Linked DNA regions of Gossypium hirsutum: region 1 is linked to region 2. The links are chromatin contacts, called in public Hi-C maps. All regions are on one chromosome and are shown on one strand. Each heading gives the region's core, a stretch centred on a gene start, on an enhancer-like site or on the middle of the called end of the contact. The rest is flanking DNA. Distances are from core to core; before and after follow the strand shown. Region 1 holds the start of LOC107925968 (universal stress protein A-like protein). Region 2 has its middle 16 kb from the start of LOC107926062.

What was found. Hi-C and Micro-C count contacts between places; a contact is called where the count stands out from the background.
Region 1: a Hi-C map of leaf shows a contact between it and region 2, with 2.7 times the contacts expected there. The contact joins the promoter of LOC107925968 here to the enhancer-like site in region 2. A contact is called at or near these places in 6 of 34 Hi-C or Micro-C datasets (callus and leaf).

Annotation. Positions count from the first base shown.
Region 1 is chrD04:9,954,641-9,960,425 of Gossypium_hirsutum_v2.1, reverse strand. It overlaps LOC107925968 (universal stress protein A-like protein), which reads right to left and starts at 1,656. Exons shown (of 4, transcript XM_016856739.2): 1 at 1,211-1,656; 2 at 451-572; 3 at 162-280; 4 at 1-88. The coding sequence starts at 1,397.
Region 2 is chrD04:9,885,992-9,891,832 of Gossypium_hirsutum_v2.1, reverse strand. No RefSeq gene overlaps it. Among protein-coding and RNA genes, the nearest start is that of LOC107926062, 16 kb to the right of the region's middle. Within about 2 kb of position 3,407, at least 4 of the 9 cell types and tissues checked have an H3K27ac peak or open chromatin away from gene starts, as enhancers often do. A contact at or near this core is called in leaf, where this site is marked.

The sequences.
Region 1 (5,785 bases), core at 407-2,906, 70 kb before region 2:
AGGAGTTTCATCCAATCTACGCTTGATTGTTACGACAGGGCACTCAGCATGCTTCACGCAAAACTCGCTCACCGTTCCGACAAAAACCCTGGAGAAGCAAATACACAAGTTAAGGTCATCAACAAAAATAAAAAATAGGCGGCATCAGGTACTAAGCATACCGTTGGAAAGGACCAAGTCCTCTGCTACCAAGAACAAGAAGATCTGGCTGGATCCTCTTCACTTCATGGCAGATAACTTCCTTTGGATCACCTTTCTTGATCCATGCTTCACAAGCAACCTACAATCAGAGAAATCTATCATCGGGGAGGGAAAAACTACAAATAAAATGCAGTTTTCCATTGAAAACAATAATTTATTGAAGAATGAACACCATCCCAATCTCATCGACCCTTGAGTAAAGTGAGATATTTGTTTGAAAACAATAATTTATTGAAGAATGAACATTACCCCAATTTCATGGCACCTTGTAACAAAGAATTCAAGCAGACGAAGCCCTCTAGCCCTGTCCCTGCTCTTCAGGCTCTTGAAATCTTCAGGAGAGGCATATATGCTGTCCATGTCATCGAAACCTTACAGAAAAACAAATTGAAATTTAGTGGCATTGGCTGATTTTACAACAGTCGAAGCTGAACATGAAGCAGTCATGATTTGCCACTTGAAAGTTGAAACCAGTTTTGCCATAGGAATTTATGTTTCAGACTCAAAGGTTAAATTTGAAGCTTATACATGTCATTGCTGTGCATGAACATTGTAATCTAAAAGGCTAGGGTAAAATTCAATCTCTAAACAGAGTCATTTCTATTTTATCCATCCAACTTTGACGGTGTAGCCTGATTAGTACTTTCAAAAAGAAAATGATTTTTCAAAGGTAAGCTTTTAACATTATTATTATTCGATAAACACCTTTTGACTTTCAATTATTAGTAGCCACACAGATAATTGTCATAGCAACCAAACAGTACAACTAAAAGATTCAATGAATGATCCATCAAATTAAATCTCTTAACCATATAAACCAGCAAATCGACGTAATTTCGAGAAATTCAAGCCACGAATCAAGAATTGCACACTCATATCATACACTCCGCAAACCCTAGCGAACGGCAACCACGTGCGTATAGAAAACGCATCACGTAAACTTCATTACATAAAGAAAACCGGAAAAAGAAAAGAAAAGAAAAGAAAAAGAGCTGAAAGGGAAACAAACCATCTTCATCGGGAACTTGAACATGGAGGAAGAGAAGCTTGAAACCAGAAGTGATGGACATAACGATCTTCTGAAGAGTCCACTCGAAAGCTCCCTTACTACTTATCGAAGCGTGAGGGTAACCTTTGATCGTTGACTCGTTCACTGCCACCATTATCCGAGTCACGGATGCCTCACTTGTAGCCATCTTGTCACCCCTAACTCACTGAGTCACTCACTCGGTAACAGTTCTCTCTCTGATCTGTTAAGCTTTACGAAGTCTCTAGCTTCAAGAAATGCTAAGGCGGGGGAGGTTAAAAGGGAAAGTGCGCAGTTCGCATGGTGCGTATGATATGAGTAAAGATCACATGGGATTGCTATTGTGCACCCTTTACGGTTAAAATCCACCGCGGCAGATTTTCGTCTTTTTTCGAGCTTTTATTTCTGTTTACGCAATTATAAAAATACTGAAATGCCCTTTCTGAAAAAAATTATAGGTGAATAAAAATCTTCTCGTCGCTTTGCAGCGTTTCGGATTTCATGAATGGGTTAAGCTGAAATTGGAGCTTGGATGCTAGATAAAATTGGGCCTTCTCAGGTTCTCTGTTTAATATTAGAAAAATTATCTATGACCCAATTCTTTCTTATGCTTGCTTGATCAAATTCTATGAAGGGAACGAGATTGAGTGCGTTTGTGTTGTATTTTTTATATACATAAAATATCCAATGCTTACCAAGATTAATCATTGAGGAGGAGAAGGAGAAGAGCTAGTTTGCGTTTGTATTGTATTATGTAATACCTAGCCCTGCATAACCATGATTATTGTTGAAGCTTTTTCAATTTCCAAAGTTCTTTGACTATTATTATTACATATGGAAATCTTGTTGGATTTTGGATTAAACTACAAGAGGTTTAACTATATCTCGTGCAATGAAGTGGGTGGGCTATCATAGCTTTTGTTGGTAATAAGATGGGAATTGTTCATTTCTTTTTAGATTAATGTCTTTTGTATTCAAAAGTGCTGTCAACTGTGGCTCTATTGCTATGAATCTTTACCGCAACATCTGTGTTCGATTTTACCTGTTGACTAGAGAGATCCATCCAAAATGTTTAACGATTTGGCTTCTTTGGATTCGTTTCTTCACATGCATCTCAACTATATGTCTAGCCAACGAGAAGCATTGGGAGATAGTGTTCCCCGAACAAGAAAGTGTCATCCTTAAAAACAGCAAAGCTCCTTTGCTGCTAAAGCCTCTACCGAGCGAGGGTCGAAGGTTGACTCAGGCTTGTTGGAGGAAAACTGAGTCTAAGACCGCACGTTTACTTGGCTAAAGTTCTAAGCATGTGGCATAAGTGGCCAAATGTTATTGGTCATGGCCTCGAATCCTAAAACAGTGCATTTATGAAGAGTATTGAGAAATTTATAAATCGGTTCCCAGCTTTTTCTAGAACTACATTGTCGTTTCAAAGTTTTTTTTTATTACTGCTTGAGTTCCTTGTTCAATTGTTGTAGTTCAAAATTTTCTTTCATTTGTTGTCTTTGCGATTTTAGTAGGAAAATGGTTAGATTTGTAAGTAGAGGGAGAAGAACTGGTAGGCTTTCATCGCAAATGGGCAGAAGTAGGTGTTTTGTTGTCGACAATAGGGCGGCCATGGTCAATCCCATGAGACCTCCAATGATCGAGAACAAAAAGGGGCAAGTACTTGAACATTTAAAGGCTTCAGCTAATTGTTTATAGGATATGCTACAGTTAAATCTCCATTTCTCAACCATCTCTAAGCACTTTTATCCGCATTTTCGACGGGGCTAAGTTCTTACAATGGCAAACAAAATCGATTGATCAATGTCACAACTAAATACTCATATATTTGGAAACTCAAGCTTGAGCTTATAGTGTCCACCGTCTAATCAATGTTGCGCAAAAAGAAGACGCCATCAACGAAGATCGATGCATATAATCTTGAAGTGTATCAGTCTTTGGGATGGAAAAGCTTGTTTTCCAAACTTGAAATCGCAAGTGCCATGCCATTTTCAGAGTTGGTGTAAAAGTTTATTTAAGTTTGGTCTTTCAATTTTGTCTATTAATTATTTAATTAAGATACAAGGACTAAATTGTAAAAGTTTTATCGCTATAAGTTTTTAATTGATCAAAGACTAAGGGACTTAGATTGCAATTAACCAAAGATCCAAAATAATAAATAAACCATTATATAATAAGTGATAGTGGGAGATGATGGATTTATGCACTAAGTGAGATTAGTAACTAATTAAGTTAATTAAGTTTAATTATACTATATATATTAAAGTTAGTGGAAAAATTAAACACCATCTTCATCACCTTCCTCTTGCCGTCTCAAGTAAGGAGAAAACCCTCTTTGAAGTTTCAAAGTTTCGACCACTAATTAGGTATTATAATTAAGTCATTTTCTTATAATTTTTATGTTTTTGAGGTCATGGGAGCTAGATTTAGCTAGCCCATATACCAATTTGTAAAACTGTTAAAGTTTTTGAAATTTGTCATTGTTGATTTCTTGAATAAATTTGTGTTAAATTGATAGATTTTTAAGTTTAGATTATGAAAAAGGACTAAATTGTAATGTTTGATTGTTAGTTTTGTTCATAAGGACTAAAGTGAATAAAATATAATATTGATGTGAAATTCTGATAATAATAGATAGTAGAGAGTCTATAATGAATTTAATTGAGATCGGTTTTTAAACCAAGACTTAAAATTGAAAGTTATGTCTATTTCAGTTTTAGAGACTACATTGAATAAAATGTAAAATTTTAGGGGCATCTAAAAAAGAAATTGTATAGGTTCATACATCTCATTGAATAATATGAAAATTTATGGTATTGATGAATTGTCTAAAATAATTGTTTAGATCAAGAGTTGGATCAAATCAGAGATAATCAGGGAAAAGTCAAAATTACCGATTACTCCCTGAAGATACAACTTGTTTGTTGTTTTGACCAGGTAAGTTCATATGGTATTTATGTGTTTAAATAATTATGTGTTTTATTTGTGTTTATATAATTGATGGTGAATTAATTGGGGGTAAATTGGTATGAAAAGTGAGATTTGGACTAAATTGTAAAGAAATGTTAGTATGTATAATAGATGCCCGTTTGAACTTAGTAAATGTTAGGATACGATTGACATGCCAATAGGATTTTTTGCGCACTTGTACGAAATTAATTACAAATATTACCAAGATCCAACATTTGTTACGGACTCAAAAATACATGTGACATAGATTTAGCTTCACATTGTCTACCTAAATTCCCTAAACCCAGTAAAAACCTGTTAAACAAAAAAAATCCCTAAATACGTACAAAACCTTAAAACCTACAAAAAATTAAAACCTCAAAACCCTAAAATTCAAAAATCATAAAATACCAAAAATAGTAAAATTCCCAAAATTCTAAAACACCTCAACCCTAAACCTTAGAATTAACAAAACCTTAAACCTAAAAAAATCCTAAACAAAAAAATTGATCAAGGAGAGAGAAAGAAAAAACACGACTCAAAGGAAAACGTGTCTAGTTGAGTGCACTTTCTTGCCAATGTGGACGCGTTTTCACACACTCTCTCTAAAAATGACCTATTTTTCTAATTAAAAAAAGCCTATTTTTCAAAAAAAAATCATTTTCCCCTAACTTAGCCTCAACTTTGCCTCTTTGTTTTTTTTTTTTTAATTTGCCCTGGCTTTACATATTTTATATTGTTTTCCTTTTAGCATGAACTTTTTTAAGTTTGATTGATTAGCTTTTTTTAGTTTAAAAGGTTGGTACTTTCAGATGTTGCTCGAAGTGGAGTTAAGATGGTGGGTGCATTTTATTTGAATAAATAGGTAAGTGAATTGATATTCATAAAATTTATTAAAGAATATTTCTTGAAGTAGATCAACATGTCCACAAAAAAGTGGCAAAAATCTAGCTCCATTTTAATTAAATCAATGGATCTTGAATCCATCTAATCCATCAATTTAATTTTTTAAAATTAATTTATTAAAAAATTGATTTTAAGTCTAAATGGATTTTTTTTAAAAATTTAGATTAAAATTGATACAATATTCTTTATCAATAAAAAAAACAAAATTCACTGTTAAATCAAGAATTCATCTGTATCCTTATAGGGCATTTGATTCATGACATGATGGATTACATTAGAAAATGAATCAAAGTCACATTACTAAGGTAGCAAGATTATTCAAGTAAAAGGAGGTATTGAAATTACTCTTTATATTCATGAATCTTGACATTATTGGGAATGTAAAATTATTATCTCAAGATAAACTTTGAAGTTCAAATAGGAGAATGATATTCTGAAATCTTACATTACTCGTAAGGGACTTTTGGTTCAAGTAATCTTATATTTCCTGAGATAATGTAAGATTATGGAATATCATCTCTCGCTTGGATTTCAAAGTTTACCAAGAGCGAAGAATATTACATTCCCAATAAAACTAAGATTCTAAAATATAAGAGTTAATCTCAATGTATACCACATCTTTCTTATATAATCTTACATTCCCATGATAATGTAAGATTTTTTTACGATTTTATCCAATTTTAATGACTTTAATTCATT
Region 2 (5,841 bases), core at 2,158-4,657:
TTTGTATCCTAGCTATTCACTAAGTTCACTCAGGCTTATCCTGTTTTATCGAGATCATTCCATGCTCCAACTTTACCTTTCAAACCATAATCTTTCCATTTCATTACCATTCAATAGATCATAGCATCATTCAAATTCATATAACCAAACACATAATTAATTAAAATATTAATAAAAATAATAAACGTATTACGAAATTACCAAAATTCGATAGCTATCAACACTCAACGACTTGACAACTTTTCCTTTCGCGCGATTATTAACCAATTGATCTGTTTCTTGATCTAAATATAATAATTTTATTCAATTAATCAATTTAATAACATAAAACATTTAAATTCACATATTTGACCCTTAATCTTTATTTTGCACATTTACCTTAGACTTTTACCTTTTATTCAATTTAGCCCCTAAACCTAAAACTTTCAAATCTATCACAATTACACCAACTTCATGCTAGCCAAATGTTCCCTTATACCATTGCAACCCATATTTATTAAAATTTCACAAGAATTTCATGCCCAATTTAATATTTTATCAATTTAGTCCTTTAACTTAAAACTAACCAAAGTCACTTTACAAAATAGTCCTATTTAACTATCAAGCTTAATGATATAAAAACAAACTTCAAAAACATCACAAATTCATCCATGGCATAATTCTAAACATTGAACAATTTTACGAATCAGTCTCCGGGTTAGCTAGATTAAGCTACAACGATGTCAAAAACATAAAAATCATGAAAAACAGGTTGAAAAACACTTACATGCACCCAATTAGAGCTTGGTCAAAACTTAAGAACTCAACAATGGTGTTTTTCTCCTCTTACAATCGGTGGTGATCAAAAATAAAGATGACGGCATGTTTTTTTATCTTTTGCTTTTGGTTTATTTATTATATTACCATTTTAACCTTGGTTATTTAATCAAATTTCACACAAAACCTATCACCTAACTTTCCACTATACTTCAATTTGGTAGATTTACCATTTTAATCCCTTAATTCATGGTTTTATAACTATATAATATAATTTAACTTAGAGAAATTAACTTCTGCGACTTTTATGATTTAGTCTTTTCTTACTTATAGAAATTAACTTGGCAAACATTATGATATTGTAAGGATTATTTCTTTGTTTGCTTCTTTGTAATTCTTTGAAACAGTTTATATCTTAATATTTTGGTAGAAATTTTAAGAGAGTTGTAAGGTTAAACCTTATCCTCAAAGGTTGTACAAATTAGTGAATTTGGGAGAATCCTTAGTTGTGGAAAGTTAAGGTAGTGGAGTAGGCAATTGGGGTTGAACCACACTAAATTGTTGTGTTCTTTATTTTATCTTTTCTTTCTAGCTTTCCTAAATTTTTAAAAGTTAATTCACCCCCCTCTTGGTGATTTTGGTTTGATCAATTGAGCAAACACAAAGTTATAAGTAAAATTTGACTCTGAATTTTCAAGTCAACTTTTGACTCAAAATTTGTGCGTACAGTAGTTCCTACTTAAGGTTTTTAAATATATATATATGGAGATATCTAAATTTGGTAATTTGTATTTATTTATTTATTTGTTTGACTTAATTGGTACCTAAATTTGAAATAATTCAACTTGGTACTTTTCTTTAGATACATGACTAATACCATTAAAATACGCTGACATAGTGCTGACGACCGATAGCATAATGAAATATAATAGCCTTATATTTTTTGACACATGGCAAAAAAATAAAAAAAATTATTAAAATAATTTTTCACAAGTCAAAATGTAAAACTACCATATTTCACCATGCTATTATTAGTCAACACTGTGTCAAGTAGGTCCAAAAAAAAGTTTAGGTACCAATTATATATAAGTTGTCAAATTCAAGTACCCTTGTATATCTTAACCTTTTTTTCATCACCCAAATTTTAAAATGATCACTTAATTAATCAAATTTGTTTTTTTGTTTATTTCCGTTTAAGTATCGTTAAATGTTTAACAAAAAGGTGAGATGACAATTCAAAAATTTGTATAATAAATTAAGCCCTCAAATATTATATATTATATCAATTTAATTATAATTTTAAAAAAATCTTCAACATTTATATATTATTTAAATTTTATCGTAATTCTAAAAAATTAAAAAGTTGAATAAATAAACATAAATGGTTGTCAAGGGCTTAGTTAAGAGCTACCTAGAGGTTTGAGGGGAGAGGGGAGGGTGGGGGAGGGTTTGATTTTCCGCTTGCTACTAAATACGTTCAAGACAAGTGTTGGCCCCCTCTAGGTATTAAACCTGCCCTACATTATTATTATGTTTTGTAATAAAGGCAATGTTTTTAATGTCAGTGAAGATGGTACTTTGAGTCCTGCATCTGCATACAGATCCCAAATCTCCGATTTATTATAAAGTTGCCGCCTTATCATTCATGTCTTTTCACATCGTTGTTGTAGCTAGGCTGGCCTAAATCGACGGGCCTGGCCTAAGTTGGGAAGTTCTTGTTTTGTCCAAGTCCAAATTCCATGACTAGAAACGTGGATGAAGCATAGCGGGACGGATTTTGTCAAATTTATTGCTATTTTTATAGTTGGTATGTCTTGTTTTATTGTGGGTGATTCAACATTATTATTTTTATGAATGTTAGATTCATTTATTTGTTTTTTTCTAATTATTTTTAATATATTCAATTCGGTTAAGGAGTGAAAGGGAAAAAGGAATCCATGATTTTTCTATAATTTACTATTTTAATAGTTTTATATAGAAAGTTAAGTGTTGCTTTTATAAAACGGGATGGGTAGGCAATTATTATAACTTTTCAATACTTATTGTCTAAAAAAATCATTTATCTTACTTCGTATTTACTTTTTAAAAAATAAAAATTTGTTTCATTCAAAGTTAAATCATTCATAATCCATTAAGATTTATAAATAAAATGATAAAGAATTTGTGTTTAATTTTTTAATTAGCATGAATATTAGATTTGATCTGCAGACAATCCCTACTCTTACTTCTTATAAAAAAAATATTATATATACTTATTGTTTGAATGCGTTAAAGCGCATTATACTCTTATTTATACGTTAGGGAGGGGTTATGGGTAATTCTAGTTATTGTGTTAAAAAAACAGATATGATCAGAACTTATAATAATATTGTTAAAATATATTTATTAAAATTTTATTAATTTAAATCTGATACTTCATGCATGAAAACTAAGATAATCAATATGTACGGGCAAGATTGAAGACATGCATCTGCATGTAGTGATGTACATCATCAAACAAGTCCACTTTAATGTCGACAGTACCGAAAGAAATATACTCATGCATGGACATTCATGCATGTAAACATACATATATCAACATGATCAGTGCATTGAAAATCTTCATGTAGACGTCGATTTTTTCTAGTTTTTGTGTAATGATCACTGTATTGGTGGGGTCGAAAGAGTTAATAATTTCCATCTTCCCTTGACCATATGATGATGGGAAAGAATGGAAATAGACAATGCACATGAAAGCTTTTTTTATTTTCTTTATTTATATTTTTCGTAAAAGTTATGGATGACCTAACTCTTAATAATTTCAATATGTCTTTGATAAGATTACGACATCACTGGGTCAACAAATTTAGCCTTATTTAACACTTTAATAACCAAAATCAGGATCAGTTTTACATATATTTATAAACTAATAACTTAAGTAGGGATGAAGTTAAAATCTTTTTTTAAGGTCTAAATTTTATAATAGTAAAAATACAATTTTATTATTTTAATAGTCCATATATTTATAATTTTTAAAAGATTTTATAATTTTTATCATTTTTAAGAGATAAAGTGTAATTTTATTTTTACTAATTTAAAATTTTAAATAGCCTAAATAAAAAAAATCTCATTTTAAGGACCAAGGCCCCTACGATCCCCTAACTAGGCCCCTGAACTTATGTTTATTTAAGCCTTTCATATGTATTTTTTTTTATTTTGAAAGCGTATTATTTATTTAGTTTTTAATACTATTATATACAAATTTCAAGTTAAAAATAAGATATAAAAAATAAGCAAATAAAAGAAATTTTATTTATGAAAATTAGTTACAATTTCTAGGATCAGTAAAAGAAATTTTTTTTTAAATTTTTCTTTAGTGGAGTTTTGATCTAAAGGTTGTTTAGACTAAATCTTGGATAAATTTAGTCTATTTTAAGGATTATTGAAACTTGATCTTGAAAATGGATTTAGTGAGATGTTTGCTTGAGAATTTGATTTGATTTGGTGTGTGTGTCTTTGAGATTTGATATTGAATTAATGGAGTCCACTTTAAGAGTTATCGAGACTCAAGAAAATGAGTTCGAATCCAAGCGTCTTCTATACTTAATATTGGATGATAACTCTACTTAAAAGGACTTTTTAGGTTTTTGAACTTTTAAACTTTTGATAAGTTGTGTATGAATGGATGCTTATTTAAGTTGTGTAAAAGAAATCAATTAATGTAACTTTTCTTAATTGGTAAGGTATAGAAGACTTTTCCGAGTAAGGTATAAACCCATTTTCCTTTTGGTTATAAATTTAGTTGATGTATTTTAATTCGGTTAATTTTAGTATTTATATTTTTTAAAGGTCAATTATAGTCTTGACTTCAAATGGTAGAAGTTAAACCCATTTCTCTAAATTCCTCTATTAGTCATGTAGTTTGTATAAAGCTGTATATTTGATCCATTCTTAGTTCTTATCATTTTCGAATTTTGAAATTTCAATCCTGATACAAATAATATCTGTTAAATCAATTAGTTTGATTTGTGTGTATTATGTGAAAATAGCAAGTTGACATAATATTACACATGTGATAATATAAATGACGAAAATGATAGAACTTTATTTAATGAATTTAACAACTACTATTTTGACAAGATTAAAAATTTAAAATTAATTTATGCATAGTTTGAGGACTGATAGGCCAATTTGACCTTTCATTTTCTTTCCACACACGTTTTTGCCCACAACGTCACGTCAAATTGACTGATAACTTTAAAAAATTGAAGTGTTTCTAGGATTTTTATAAAAAAAATTAATATTAAGTAGTGAATTTTATGTGATACCTTTTTAAATACGAAACTTTAAAAATCTTGTTTTTATATGTTTAATTAGAATAATAATGATTCAATTATTAGAAAAAATGAAAGCCGTCTTATTAATATTGTTGGTGTTGTAATAATTTAAAAATGGTGGATCTGAAGATCCTTAAATGTGTAATATACTCTATTTTAATTAGTGGTGGTTTGAGAGGTTATTTAGTAAAAGAATATCACTTTTAAAATTTAATTAGTAAATTAGTTTTTTTTAATTTAAGAAAATAATTTAATTTTGGAGAAAGAAATAGAAAACGTATTTAGCAAGACCCGTTTTCGTGTAATGGCAACTTTTTGTAATGATAAAAAATTTTTAATAGTTAATTTCCAATCTTTTACGAAAAAAAATTTCTAACGACTAATTTATTTGCTATATATATACAACTCATTTTCTTTCTTTTGCATTTAAATCATTTTCTCTCAATTCTCTTAATCATGTTCATCTATTCTCTCAACTATTTTATTCTTAATTTTTCATTTAATTTTTCTCAAATTCTTCTTGTCTTAATTTTATATTTTGTAATTTCTTTGATTTTATTTTATTTTTATAATTTTAGAAATTTCAATGCCTCTTATTCTTTTAGATGACACACATTTTCGGCGTCCAATTATTAATGGTAAGAAAATATTATTTTTTATATTTTAATTAATATAATTATTAAGTTGTTAACATTATTAATTTTATAAATTTTTATGATTATATAATCAGACCGAATATCTGATTATTGAGACGTATATACACAATTTA